Linked DNA regions of Sus scrofa: region 1 is linked to region 2. A link is a contact called in public promoter capture Hi-C data. All regions are on one chromosome and are shown on one strand. The core of a region is the stretch at or near the end of the contact, and the rest is flanking DNA. Distances in the headings are between cores, read along the strand shown. Region 1 holds the start of HMBOX1 (homeobox-containing protein 1). Region 2 holds the start of CCDC25 (coiled-coil domain containing 25).

The links. Promoter capture Hi-C pulls out the DNA fragments that hold promoters and counts their contacts.
Region 1: a contact with region 2 is called in a promoter capture Hi-C map of liver, with 5 times the contacts expected there. The contact joins the promoter of HMBOX1 here to the promoter of CCDC25 in region 2. A contact is called at or near these places in 2 of 5 promoter capture datasets (liver and skeletal muscle) and 1 of 47 Hi-C or Micro-C datasets (heart right ventricle).

What each region holds. Positions count from the first base shown.
Region 1 is chr14:12,687,281-12,693,948 of Sscrofa11.1, forward strand. It overlaps HMBOX1 (homeobox-containing protein 1), which reads left to right and starts at 5,327. Exons shown (of 11, transcript XM_005670463.3): 1 at 5,327-5,640. It overlaps INTS9 (integrator complex subunit 9), which reads right to left and starts at 5,160. Exons shown (of 17, transcript XM_001928998.7): 1 at 4,847-5,160. The coding sequence starts at 4,855.
Region 2 is chr14:11,490,057-11,496,515 of Sscrofa11.1, forward strand. CCDC25 (coiled-coil domain containing 25) reads right to left here and starts at 5,008. Exons shown (of 9, transcript NM_001243572.1): 1 at 4,916-5,008; 2 at 1-12. The coding sequence starts at 4,943. ESCO2 (N-acetyltransferase ESCO2) reads left to right here and starts at 5,241. Exons shown (of 12, transcript XM_021074432.1): 1 at 5,241-6,459.

The sequences.
Region 1 (6,668 bases), core at 4,077-6,576, 1.2 Mb after region 2:
GAAATACCCAAGAGTAAAATTTTCAGTTTTATCCCGGTAAACACCGTATGTGATTTGGTTTTATGTCACTTTTCAGAGTTTGAGAAAACCATCCTAAAGAAACAAAAGCCTATCATACTGAGGTGGTGATAAAACATATCTAAAGTTTGAAATGATATTACATCATAAAGACACATGAGGGCACTCTAATCAACCAACAAGAGAAACAGAAAAGACAGTGAAATTAGGTTGACATTTTAGCAACTATACTGAAATTGATGAAGTCCTGGTTTAAAAAAAAAAAAGGGAATATTATAATTTACAGTAAGAAATTTTCTGTACTTGATCCAAAGTCCAAGAAACCAAAAGGATTCTGCAAGTCTGAAAACTGCAGGAAGAATCCATCAAGCTCAGAGTCAAGGTGAGGATTAACCACACCCTTTCCTAAGGATTCGTCAAATTGACCTTGGGGTAGATTTGCCTCTTTCAAGCCTAAATTTTCCTTATAATCCACAATTCCACTTGGTGTTTTACTTGTCCTCCACTGGAAGTAGCCCAGGGATCCATTTCTTTACTCCATCTGTTTTCCTGGGAGAAATGGTGAGTTTAAAGTTTGAACCTTCCCACAAAGCCACTAGTAATGAAACAGCATTTTGTACAAAGGAGCACAGACCACCGAAGAATATATCTCACAAACTTCTTGAGGTTTTAAGTTTGTAAAAACAACTATCACATATAATTTCCTCCATCAAATTCAAAAAATACAGAATAACAAGCATTTAAGTGACCCTTCTTTCAGACCTTCGGCAAGAGAGCAACGTGAACTGCAGAGAGCCGTGGATTCCGAGGCAATCAGGCTCATTCACTAAGGATTATCATTCATCTTAAAGTCACATTCAAACCTGTGCCTCAGCAAAATTACAAATAATTCCCTGTCATCGATCTCTGGGGTCAAACGTAATAGTTAAAATGGAAAGTATTAATACTTTGAATGCCAAGGGTATACTGTGGTTGCATAATAAATCTCTGTTGACTGAATAAACTAGAAGATTCTCTCCATCTCTGGAACGACCTATAGGAAGTTATGACACACTCTGCATTCTCAAACTGCTTATTATTTTATTCCCTTTAATTTCCATCTATTTGAATGACTAAATTCCTGGCCATGATGTTTCAAACTCAATTTCTGTCAACATATTCAGCATTTTTGTTGTTGTTGTTCCGTGGTTTTTGTTAAAGACCCTGGTGAATTCTGATTTCTACCTTTTGCTGAATTTGGCCATCAGGGTGTATCCAATTAGGCTCAATCTATACTAAAAACAGAACATGCTCAAAAATGTGCTAATTTAGAGGATACATTTCTAAATTCCCTGTTCTTTTTAAAGTGATTCTGGTTAACTGATGGTGCCAGTGAATTTTCCTCAGTTAAAGCTGCCTGATATTATAGTCATTAAAATCCTGACTAAGAAGGCGATATCTAAGGATTACAATGTCATCCAATGTCATCCAATGTCTTCTCCTGGGTGTGTGAAAAGCTACCAGAAGTTAGAGAACTATAAATGGCATCACAGAGCCTATAATGGGTAGTAAAGACACTAACTTGTGCATTCAACTGGCATGTTCTGATATAGAGCCCTTTAGACTTTAGGAAGTTCCCAAAGTTTAATTTTCTACCAATAATCTTTAAGATCTTAATTCAATCAAACTAAAATTTAAGGCTAATTTAAAAAATAGCTTTGAATTAACTTTCTCTTGCTTCTTCTCCATAAGAGATAATCTAGCATGTGCCAGGCACTGTGCAAAGTGCTGGAGGCCTTGCCTTCATTAAGCAACAAACTCCTAAGGAAAGAATCTTGGGTTCAGATCTTGACTCTACTACTTTTTTCATCTGTGTAATTTTGAGCCACTTGAATTCCTTGAGGCTCAGATTTTTTTTTCTGTTATAAGTGGGAATACTATCACCTAGATCAAAGGATGAAATGGGACAGTAAATAGCAAGCACCAGCACAGTGGCTAGCACACAATAAGTGCTCCATAAAAGGTAGCAATCATTCTTTTTAACTCCAAAGGTTGTTGCTTCTTGTAATATTTCAACTTCACCCTTTAATCTATTCTCAACAATATTCACGGACTTTGACAATCCTTCAGAAATGATTTATTCAACTACTATTTAGGAGCATCACACAATGGGGGTGTGGGAATATGAAGAGTCTGTAAGAAGTAGGACAGACATAAGACCAATGATTACAAGTGCTATCAAAGGAAGTTTGCCATTGAAACATATAAAAGGGGTACCTAATTCAAGGAAACACTAAAGAAGTGCTATTTAAACACAGACCTGAAACATGAAGAAATGAGCCAGGCAAAAAGTGTTGGAGGCAATGGAACACACTTAAAGTCCCAGAGGCAAAAGAGAGCAGGCGGACTTCAAGGAACTGAAAGACATACAATACAAACGGAACAAGGAGGTCAAGAGAGGAGAGCTAGACATTAGCCTGGAGAAGTCAGCAGGGCCAGAATCTACAGGATCAAGCAAGTCAAGTCAAGAATTTTAAGGAGTTCCCTTGTGGCTCAGCAGGTTAAGGATCCAGCATTGACAATGCTGTGGCTTGGGTCTGATCCCTGGCCTAGGAACTTCTGTATGCCGCAAGTGCGGCCAAAAAACCCCTCCCAAACCAAAAATAAAAAATAAAAACCCCAAAACCACAAAACTCTAAAACAGAACAACAAAAAAATAATTTTAAGACTATCCTAAGGGCAAAGGAAGCTACCAAAGGGTTTTAAAGGAACACTGCAATTTAAAACAACTTCTGGGCATGGAGTAGGGAATGGATTTGAGGGTGGGAGACCAGTTAGAAGGTTTTGTTGAATTTCAAGTGTCAAGTGAAAAGAGCCCCTACAAAGGCTGTATTGGTGGTACTGGAGAGAAACAGACCAGTTTAAGAACTGCAGAATCACCAAGATATGGTCATAGATTGTACGTGGGAAGGGTGTTTGGGGAAGTCATAATCTCCAAAACAAGAATGTACTCTATAAAAAATATTTCTGTGTTTCATGATAGAAATACAAAACATGGTTTATCACATATTCAGGAAGCAGTACACAAAGTTAAAAATTTTTAGGCCCTAGGAAAATTTATTCCAACTCTATGGGAGGCATGATACAAAAAAGAAGCCTGCTTACTGAGTGTCAGTGTTCTTGAAACACTTTGCTGTGTCAATAGATATTCTCACAGAATCATCAACTACCTTATTCCTCTAAGGCATTTTATGATTCTTGAAAGAAAAATAGTTTCTCTTTCCCCCTTTTTTATCTTCTTTAAATGAGGTAAGCAGGAGGATTTCATAAGCAAACCAAAGCATATGTAAACTAAACCCTAACTCTCTGATACCCTCAGCAAATGAGCTATTATGGAAAAGAACTGTTTTCCATTTTCCTGCCTCTGCACCGAGCATACATACCAAATGTGATTTATCCTTTATCAAGAAAACATGGTCTTTATTTCAAGCACTCAGGTGCAAAGCTCTTTTGCTTCTAAAGCTGAACCCTCTTCAAGGAAAGCCCTAGCCTACTCACCTTGCTTAACTGTTAAAGAGTCTCCTTTCCATAGAGCTGTCTCCCACTCCCCCAACCCCCATCATCCTCTAAATCCCTAAACACTGAACATGCTTCCATTTACCATGAAAACAGTGAAATATCATTTATTACTTTTGTATCTTCTTCATTGCACACTTCTTTTGGATATGGGTGGTGACTTTCAATTTGGCATTTTTACATGTCTTGAAAACTGACCCAGAAGCAAATTGATATCCTCAAGGTTTACTGATCTGTGTCCTTCTCCTTACCTAAACAGCTTTAGTGTTGAATCTACTTCTATTTCTCTGACTCCTCAGAAAACAGCTGAAACTCTGAAGAGCACAGGCCCTTAGCGTGTGTGTGCAGGCACCAGCCTGGGCTGCACACTTTGGAAAAGCATGCTCAAACAATTAAGAAAATGCACATTTTATTTTTCTACTAAAATTACAGGAAAGTAAAGATTTACAACACTTGGCTGCAGGAATGCGAATTTTAAGAGGTTGAGAAACAGCATCTCACACCTGCTTTTCTACTAATACCATACAGTTGGAATAAACTAGTTAAAGTAGCTAAATCTGTGTGCACACAGAGTAACGTGGCTCAAAATAAAGGCCTGAGCAGCCTCCCTACAAGCCAAGTGTTTTGAGTTTTGTGATGCAGAGAATTTTCCAGGTATCCTGGCAGGCTCCATCTAATCTTGGCTCATACAGTCCCTACAGCCCTAGACTGAATGCCTTGACACTTAAACCATATTATACAGGGTTTAAAACTTAAATCTTCCACGATCATACCATACCATGATCTCGTCCTTCTCTGAATATCAAAGACAGTTAGGAGTCTATAACAGAAAACTTAAGTGATTACTCTGCCCAATATTTTCTAAACTCTGCTCATATGTAACCAAAGCCTTTTCAAAAACTGTAAGAAACGCTAATCAAACGCCAATCGCGTGGAAAGAAGTTAACCAATTATAAAACTCACATGGCAGCTGTGAAATCAGTCAAACCTAGTTCATAAAGCCCAACCTCAGTTCGTGTGTGAAGTAAGGTGACAGAGTCAATCTCTTATCTAACCACAGGAGCCGCCAAGGGATAAATAAGATCTGGGGGTCGGGGGTGGGAGGTGGGATTCAAACTCAACCACAAGGAGCAGCTTTCCTTGGTTCACCCCACTTTCTAAGTCTCTAACTGCCACCCCTCTTCCGCGACGGTTCCCACCACAAGTTGGAAACGACGAAGTCCAAAAGGATATGGCATCACCTTTGCCCTCTGACCTAGGAGCAGAGACTCACCAATTTCATATTGGACTTTAGGTTGTTCAATATCAGTCACTGGACTCCTCAGAACCAGAAAGCCTCTTCCGGTTCAATCTCCGCCACCCGCCAGCCTCGAGCATCGCGGGACATGCAGTCTTTCTTCCCTACGCCCCCTTCCGGATGCATCATGGGAAATGTAGTCCTGTCTTCTTGCATCATGGGAACTGTGGTCATCTTTCCTTTTTCTCTCTTTCCTCCTTCCTTCGGCTCAAATTCTTCCCCGCCGCCAAATCATTCTCCCTCTCCATCCCAGCATGATATCATGTCCCCTGTCTGGGCCCAGAGCCCACGGTATTCTGGGATGTGTAGTCCCTACGACTCTGGCGCCCCTTTCCCCTCCTCCCTGTGGGAAGGCGAATGGCGCAGGTCTTGCCGGGAGCTGTAGTCCCCCAGGGCCTCCGGGCGCCGAGTCCCGCGCTTTTACTCGAGGGAGTAAGAAACTACAACTCCCAGGGCCGCCCGGCGGCAGCAGGTGGGAGCGGGGCTGTTGATATCAATATGGCGGTTGTCAGCCAGACAAAGACAGTCAGTCTGATGTGATTGAGACAAGGGAGGTTTTCAGGGGGAGACTGGGAGATAGGGGCCTCCCCTCCCCCTTCTCCTCTTCCTGCGCCGGCCTCAACCCCTCCCCAGTCCCCTCCCGACGGGCGCCCCACGCGGAAGACACCCCTCCCCCTCCCGCTTTCCCCTCCTCCCTACCTCAGCCCTTCGTACTGGGACGTTGGGGAGGGGGCTGTGCCGGGCGGAGAGAACTCAGCAAGGATTCTGAGGTGAGTCGAGCGATTTGGAAGGCGGGCTCCCTCAAGTCTCTTTCTTCACTTCTTTCTCTTCACTTTTTTTCTTTTTTCTTTTTGGAGGGGTTTGGGAGAGAAAGTGAGTGGGCCGGGGGTGGGTCTCTTAGGCGGCCCGACTGAGAGGAGGGAGGAAGCGTGGGGCTTCCGAGGGGGGTGACCCGGACGCAGGGTCTGGGGTGGGGCAGTTTGTGGGGGGCGAAAATGGAAAGGCGTCGGCTGCTCCCTAACTCTTTCCTCCTGGTTACCTCCTTGGTGGGCGGAAGGTTTGAATCCTGGAGGTGGGGTCTCTTGTTTGGAGTTTGGGAAACTGTGAGGGGAATTTGAGGTGTGGGTTTGTTTGGGGTGCAGAACTGTATTTGAAACTGGGTGACGTGTACTTGGGTGATGTGTTAGCCTTGAATAAATGTCTCTAGAGAGGAAGTTCGGGAGACGGAGTCGGAGCTTTTAGCTGGGCCTGGGCGGAGAAGCGTGCGCGAGGTGCGGGTCCTGGACCTCTGGGCTGGCGCCGCGGCGCGGGGTGGCCGTGGGGAGCAAGTCGTTTGTGTCCCATCGCCCGCTCACACTCCTTCTCCCATCCTCCCAGGGACACATCCCAACCCCAAACTCAGGGTAGGAGCACTGTAGACGTGAGATGCTGTGTGGATGGCTTTTTGCATCCCGAAGTCGGTAGCTAGGTGGGAAAGGAAAAGTGTTCTTAATATTTTATTCCGGAACCGTGTTTTGGTTACACTGTTGGGGCTACTTTGAAACGAGTCCTCCACCCACCGTTACCCCGAAACAGTAGGTGGAGGGATCTCGTTGCCGTCTTCGTGTTCAGTAGATTAAACACTAGTTAACATTCGGGGGCGTGGGGCGGGGGTCGAGAGTGCTGGTATGTGTACGCGTCTCTTTCTGGGTGTCAACTGAAGACACAGAATAACTGTTGTATATCCTGAGATAGGGCGATTTATTTTCGTAGTAGGAGAAACTGTTGGAAATTATTGGGGGTCCGGGGCGGGGGTGGG
Region 2 (6,459 bases), core at 3,758-6,257:
CAGATGAGTTAACTAAGACAAAACAAAAATAAGAATTAGTTAGATAACTGCATCATCAACAAAACTGTTTCATGGGAAAATAAGTGACAAATGCTTACTCAGATCAGGGGTTGGCAAAACATGGCCCACAGGCCAAATTTGGCCCTGTTTTTGGACGGCCCTTAAGCTAAGCATGATTTTTACATTTGCAAAGGGTGAAAAAAGCAAAATAAACAAGAATAAACTAGAGAGACTGTACGTGGCTTACAAAGTCTAGAATATTTACTATCTGGCCCAAACAGAAAAAGTGTACCAACCCTTATTAAAAGTGGCTACTTTGCTACTTTCTCAGGGATATAGTTCAACGCAATTCCAGTTGAGTCCTATACTTTTGCCTTCTTCAAAATAGTTAAAAAACAAAAAAATCTACGACCAAAATCCTTCACTTCAACCATTTAAAAGTAGGTTCCCATATTCAGGGAAATTTTATTTTTCATCATTTTATTTAGCTATATTCTAGGTGTGCTGCAAATTACAACAGGCTCCCTATTACATTCAGGGAAGCACTGCTCTCAAGCTTTTCTATCGGTGACTCTCAACTCTGTTTATACACTAGAATCATCTAATTATGCCGCTGCGCCACCTAAGACTAATCAAATCCAAATTTATGGGGGTTGGGTTGGGGCTTTTTCAAAGATCTCTTTTTACAGCAATTCTAATGTGAAGTCAGTATTAGGAACCACTACTCTAAGTCAAATTAACTCTTCTGGGCATGGCTCACCTTAGAAATAACATTTGCTCTGCTGAGCTAGTATGTTTTAATGTGGGCATCTTTCAACTGGAGTCAGTTAGGTTTCATCATGGAAATTCTAACTGGGTCCCGGTTTCCAAGCTAGTCTACTTAAAACCTGTTAGATCCCATTTGGATCTAGACTACTGAATTAGTAGCCACTGGGCCTGGCAGACAGGTGGGCTGGGCAGTCTGCTGGCTGTCACTCCAGAGGGAACTACCACGGAAGGTCAGGGAGCTGCAACTCTTTAATTTGCAGATTCTTAAATTCTGGGATCGCCTATATTTTCAGTAAGGAGAAGCTCCTTAAATGATCATAGTTGCCTCTCTTGGGGATGGAAAACTTCCAATTTCTTCAGTTAGCAGTTATGATGACTACAGTCCACAATTACTTGGAAGTAGTTGAGAGATGACTTTAAAGGAGAGAATTTTGCATTAGTTGACAGAAATACCTGTCCATAATTGAGCATTATATTAGCTTGATAAGCCCTTTGCATAGCATATAACAAATGTCAAGTGCAAGAATACAACCAAAAAGTGTTTCAGATTCTCTCTGTACACTCAGAGCATTATTATGTGTACACACCTTCTTGATCCTATAATGTCACCTCTAAGAGTATATATCCTACTAATCAATGCTCCATCAAGCAATGATTTTTTACAACATAAACACTCATTAAGACCAATTAAACACACTATAGAACACCCATAAATAAAATACCACATATCCATTAAAAAGGGTAAGTGAAGAAATTAAATAGCAAGACAATATTTTTGTGTATCTCTATATAGTAAGATTAAATTTGTGAAAAGTAACTATGTATACATAAATGTGTTCACATGTACATTTTAATCCATGCACCCATTTTCTTTATAGTATGGATGTATATATACATTTAACTGTTAACAACAGTTACCTTGTCTACTTGCTTACAAAACATATAGATGGTTTTGGTAATCAGGTAAACAAAGGCAATTTTTTTTTTTTTTTTTTTGCCTTTTCTAGGGCCGCTCCCATGGCATATGGAGGTTCCCAGGCTAGGGGTCTAATCAGAGCTGTAGCCACTGGCCTATGCCACAGCCACGCGGGATCCGAGCTACATCTGCGACCTACACTACACCACAGCTCACGGCAACACCGGATTCTTAACCCACTGAGCAAGGCCAGGGATCGAACCCGGAACCTCATGGTTCCTAGTCAGATTCATTAACCACTGCGTCATGATGGAAACTCCCAACAAAGGTAATTTTTTAAATGATTGGAGTAAATAAAGCTGTCTCTGCAGGACAAGCTATCTAAATTACTGCTAAGAGAATGACAGCTGAGTTTGGATGGTTGACCTATAAAATAACATGATCAAGAACATAACTGCTGCGAGTCTAAACTGACGGGCATTCTAAAAAATAATTCTTCAACTGACAGTGACATGAGAGACAAAGACTGAGCAACTGCTCCAGATTAGAAGCTAAGGAGTAATGAGTGACAACAGAATGCAACAATGATTTGTAATTTTCCTTTGTTATAAATTCATTACTAGGACACTGATGAAAACTGAATAAAAGCTGAGTAGGTAACAATATTGCTGCAATGCTAACTTCCTAATTTTGATAATGACAGGTGTCTTTTGATAGGAGAATATCCTTGATCTCAGGAAAAACACCCGGAAGTATTTAAGGGTAAAAATGCAACTTACTAACAAATGGTTCAGGAAAAAAATGTGTGTGTGTGTGTGTGGAGAGAGCGAGAAATGGAGAAAGAATGAGGAAAAGGAAATAAGGCATATATGGTAAAACGTTAGAATTTGGGGATACAAAGAGAAGGCCATAAAGGAAATTTGTTATTGTCTCTTGTAGCTTTTCTGAAAGACTGAAATCATGTCAAAATAGAAAAAATAAAAAAGCATGATTGCTGAGCAAGAAGTCTGAATTAAGGTCCCATTCATGTTAAAGAGATACAAGTTAAGTTGAATTATTCTATTACTTTTGTTACTCTCACTCAAATAATAAAGTTGATTAGTATAGGAACTAGTCATCTTGAAGATACCTATTTTGGGTACAGCAACCAACCCAACTTTAGAGGTGATGTAATAATTTCATAATTTACAGAAACTCTATCTTGAGACAGATGCTATGAAAAGGTACTGAAGTGAACTTAAGGCATGTGCAGGTATTTTGTGGGTCCATAAATCAAAGGGTCTTGAATTTGACACTGGGAATATAACAAAGCTAATGTTTCATTATTCCATTATGAGAGCATAGAAGAATAAAACTGAACAGATTTTAGTCAGCAATACTGATTTTAAAAGGAAAAGAAAAACTTCCTATTGAAATTTACTTCCTATTTAAAAAAAAATTTTTAGGGAGTAAACCATCAGTTGAAAAGCTTGGCTATCCATATGAAGTTATTTCCTACAGTTTCTGTACGTTCAAGTTGTTTCCTGTATTGGAATATGTAGTTTTACTACTATCTTACTGAAAAAGTAGTAATTTTTCCATTAACTTTACATCTTTAAAGCTGGATAAGTACAGATTTATTAGATTTAGAGGCCAAATACTTTCTGATAGGAATCAATTCTAATGTTATAATGAAAGACAATGAGGAAAAATATGATCCATAAATCTGCCAAAGCACTCACTTCTACTAAGGCCACCTGTGTGTATATGACTACTGCTCAAAGAATTTAAAGTCGCTTTAAGGCGAATACAGCTAGCATTAAAAAACATTTAGTACCAATGTGTCCTGCCTATATATTCCATTCTTGGACCTGGATAAGCATATTGTTGGGCACTCTCATGAATGGAAAAAATAAAAAGAGATTCTGGAGTTATCATATGGCAGAGGGAACAGAAGAGAAGAGAGGGAGAATGAAAATGCTATTGTGGAGGAGTCTATAACAATTTTTCAGGCTAGTGTGAATTCTGTTTCTAGTAATTTTAATAATGTGGGGAAGACAAACTAAACCTACAGAGGCAGAGAAATAACTTACAGCATACTGTGGAAGCCTACACTACTGAGAAAAATAAGGCATGACAGTGTGATAGATTAGGAGGGGCTGGGTAGGAGGGGGAGGGGTCTGTGAGTTAAACCTCTGGGCTTCAGTGTCCTTATCTCTAAAGAGCAAACACCATGGAGCTAGTTTCACTTAAATCTCACCTTTAACTAGGCAAAGAGAGTAGCGATAAATAGGGAATGTGCTAGAAATCTAAAAATATCATTCATTTATTCAACGAGTATTTATTGAGTAACTATTACAAGCCAGGCACTATGCTAGAGAAACAAGGAGCTTCTGTCTCTGCCCTCAAGGGACTTAAACTCTAGCTCAAGCAAAGAACATTATAATACTATATGGTAAGTGCAATCCAAAGGTATACACGGATGTTAAGGCGGGTACCTGAGGAGGAATACCTAAGAAATCTTGGGGTGGAAACAAGGAGGGAAAGGCATTTGGAAAAGATAGGCCAGGACGGTCTCAGGGGAAAAGCAGTTAAGTGGAAGCTGATTCTACGAAAAGAGAAAAACAAAAGCAGAGAAATGAAGACATAGCATTTCCTGGGAACTAAACACACCCTTTCCTTGCCTGTCAAATACGAATCAGAAACATTACCATATGTCACTTTTCAAGTCCCGGGACAACAATTCTGCCCAGTGAGTGGCTGCCTCGCCATTCCGAGGTCTTCTTATGGCTCTTTGTAGCATCCAGGCCCTACAACCCTTTCCTAGAAGGGTAAGGCACACTTCCTGTAAAGCAGAGTTGTTGACAGGAGTATCTTTCCTTTCTCTAAGTGGGTAATTACCAAGCAGCAAGAAGACTGACGGTTACGTAGGTGGATGGGGAAGGGGAGTTTGGGGACGGGGGTGCGAAGAAGTCCACAAACTCTGCCTAATACCAGGTAGCGAACGGTCTTTCCGATAGAGGGAAAAGAACGACTCACGGAGGCAAAGCCAGTAGGGGGCATGGTCCCTCTACGTCCCCCAGGCCCTGACAAGGGGGCACACTGAGAAGACTAGGGAAACAGTGAGGGCGCGGGAAGGGGTATCCGCTGCCGAGGAGGCGCTTAAGGACCAGGCTCAGCCGCGGCCTGGGGATCTCGGCTTCGGAGGCTGGAGGTTGAGCAGGGACCCGGGAGGTCGCGGCGCCCACTCACCGCTGCTGCTGGTGAAGTAGAACACCATGATCCCGGCGACAGCACGGCGACTCCAGCGCAAACTAGCAATTCTCAACTCTGGAAGCTCAGAATACCGGAAGCGTGGAGGCCCCGTTCACCGGAACTCTTCCTTGCACTTCCGGCGGATGTCTAGTCGCGTCATAACGCCTGCCGCCGGCACCATCTTCAATCTGGTGGGGAGGAGGTGTTGGCTCGCTTTGGGAGCTCGGTTTACTCGGGAGTTGAGGGAAAGAGGGTGGAGCCAGCACAGTTGATGGTTGGATGACATTGCGGGAAAACTCCGTCTTCCGAAAAAAACAAGCCATTGTTTTCAGAACATCTTCCCGTGGGTGGTCAAGTCTTGAAGTTCATCTATTGGTTTGAACTACCTCTTCTTACCCGCAGAAGGACTTCCTGAGAGCAGAAACTCGACTTCACAGCTAGGTGTTCACTGAGCCAACCACGGTACTTGGTACTTAATAGCGGCTCATTAAATTTTGAAGGAACCCAAATTCCTTCGCTGTTCTCATTCTAGCTCCACCACCTGGGCACATTTGGTGTTGCACTTACCTTAGCTGCATAGTGAAAATAGAGCAGCTAATTCATAGGTTTTTTTACCCCCTAGGGTTTAGTAAATTAATAGACTTAAAGAGTTTAAAACAGAGCACTCTACCAGAGTTGTTAGTGATATTCTTTAGAGGTAAAATGCTTCTCTTTCTCTGAGTTTGGACTTGGACTGTTCTGCTTTAAATCTAAGAGCTGCCCCTATTACCTATGAGAGGGCAAATTCCAAACCTCTAAACCTCAGAGATCTTCCTGGCTGTAGAGTGGGAATGCTCCGACTCAAGGAAAGCTCCCACAGCATTTAGCTTTGACCTGATTATTTCTCTTAATTTCCTTCTGACCACTGCATTCTATGAAGTTAAGCTCATCACTTAACTGAATTTATTTAGAACTAAAAAATGTGCCAGAGACTCTGCCGGGAGCTGGTACAGAGATAACAGCAGTAGCTAATGAGTGCCTCAGAAACCTGTGGGCTTTCCAAAGCAAAAACATAGTTCTGTCCTGAAAATAGTAATTGTTTTCAGGCTCTCAGTTTTAGTCTCCATAAAATGGGGGTGATAATACCTATCTCATAGACTATGGAGAGCTGTAAATGAAATAAAACACGTAATACATGTAAGAATACCTAGCACATAGGTGTTATGTGCCATGATTTTTTTTTTTTCATTTAACTTGAAAAATCAAAAAATGAGCTAGAAATCTAACGTGTTTCTGGTTAAAAAAAAAAAAGGTTAGAGTAACAATAAGGTTTCAGATGTGAAAAATAATTGTCTCGAGAATCTGAGGCTACTTTACAAAAGCTTCTTACACCAGGTGACCCTAGAATGTGCCTCAAGTCGGAGAAGGTGCCTTTATTGTGTTGAAAACTGCAATTCCCAGAATGCACCGATACAACGCCTCGGGAGTGGAGCCTTGCCCCGCCGCAAGGGATTGTGGAAGACGTGGTTTCCGTGAGTACAGAGCGCCTTGCCTCAAGGGCG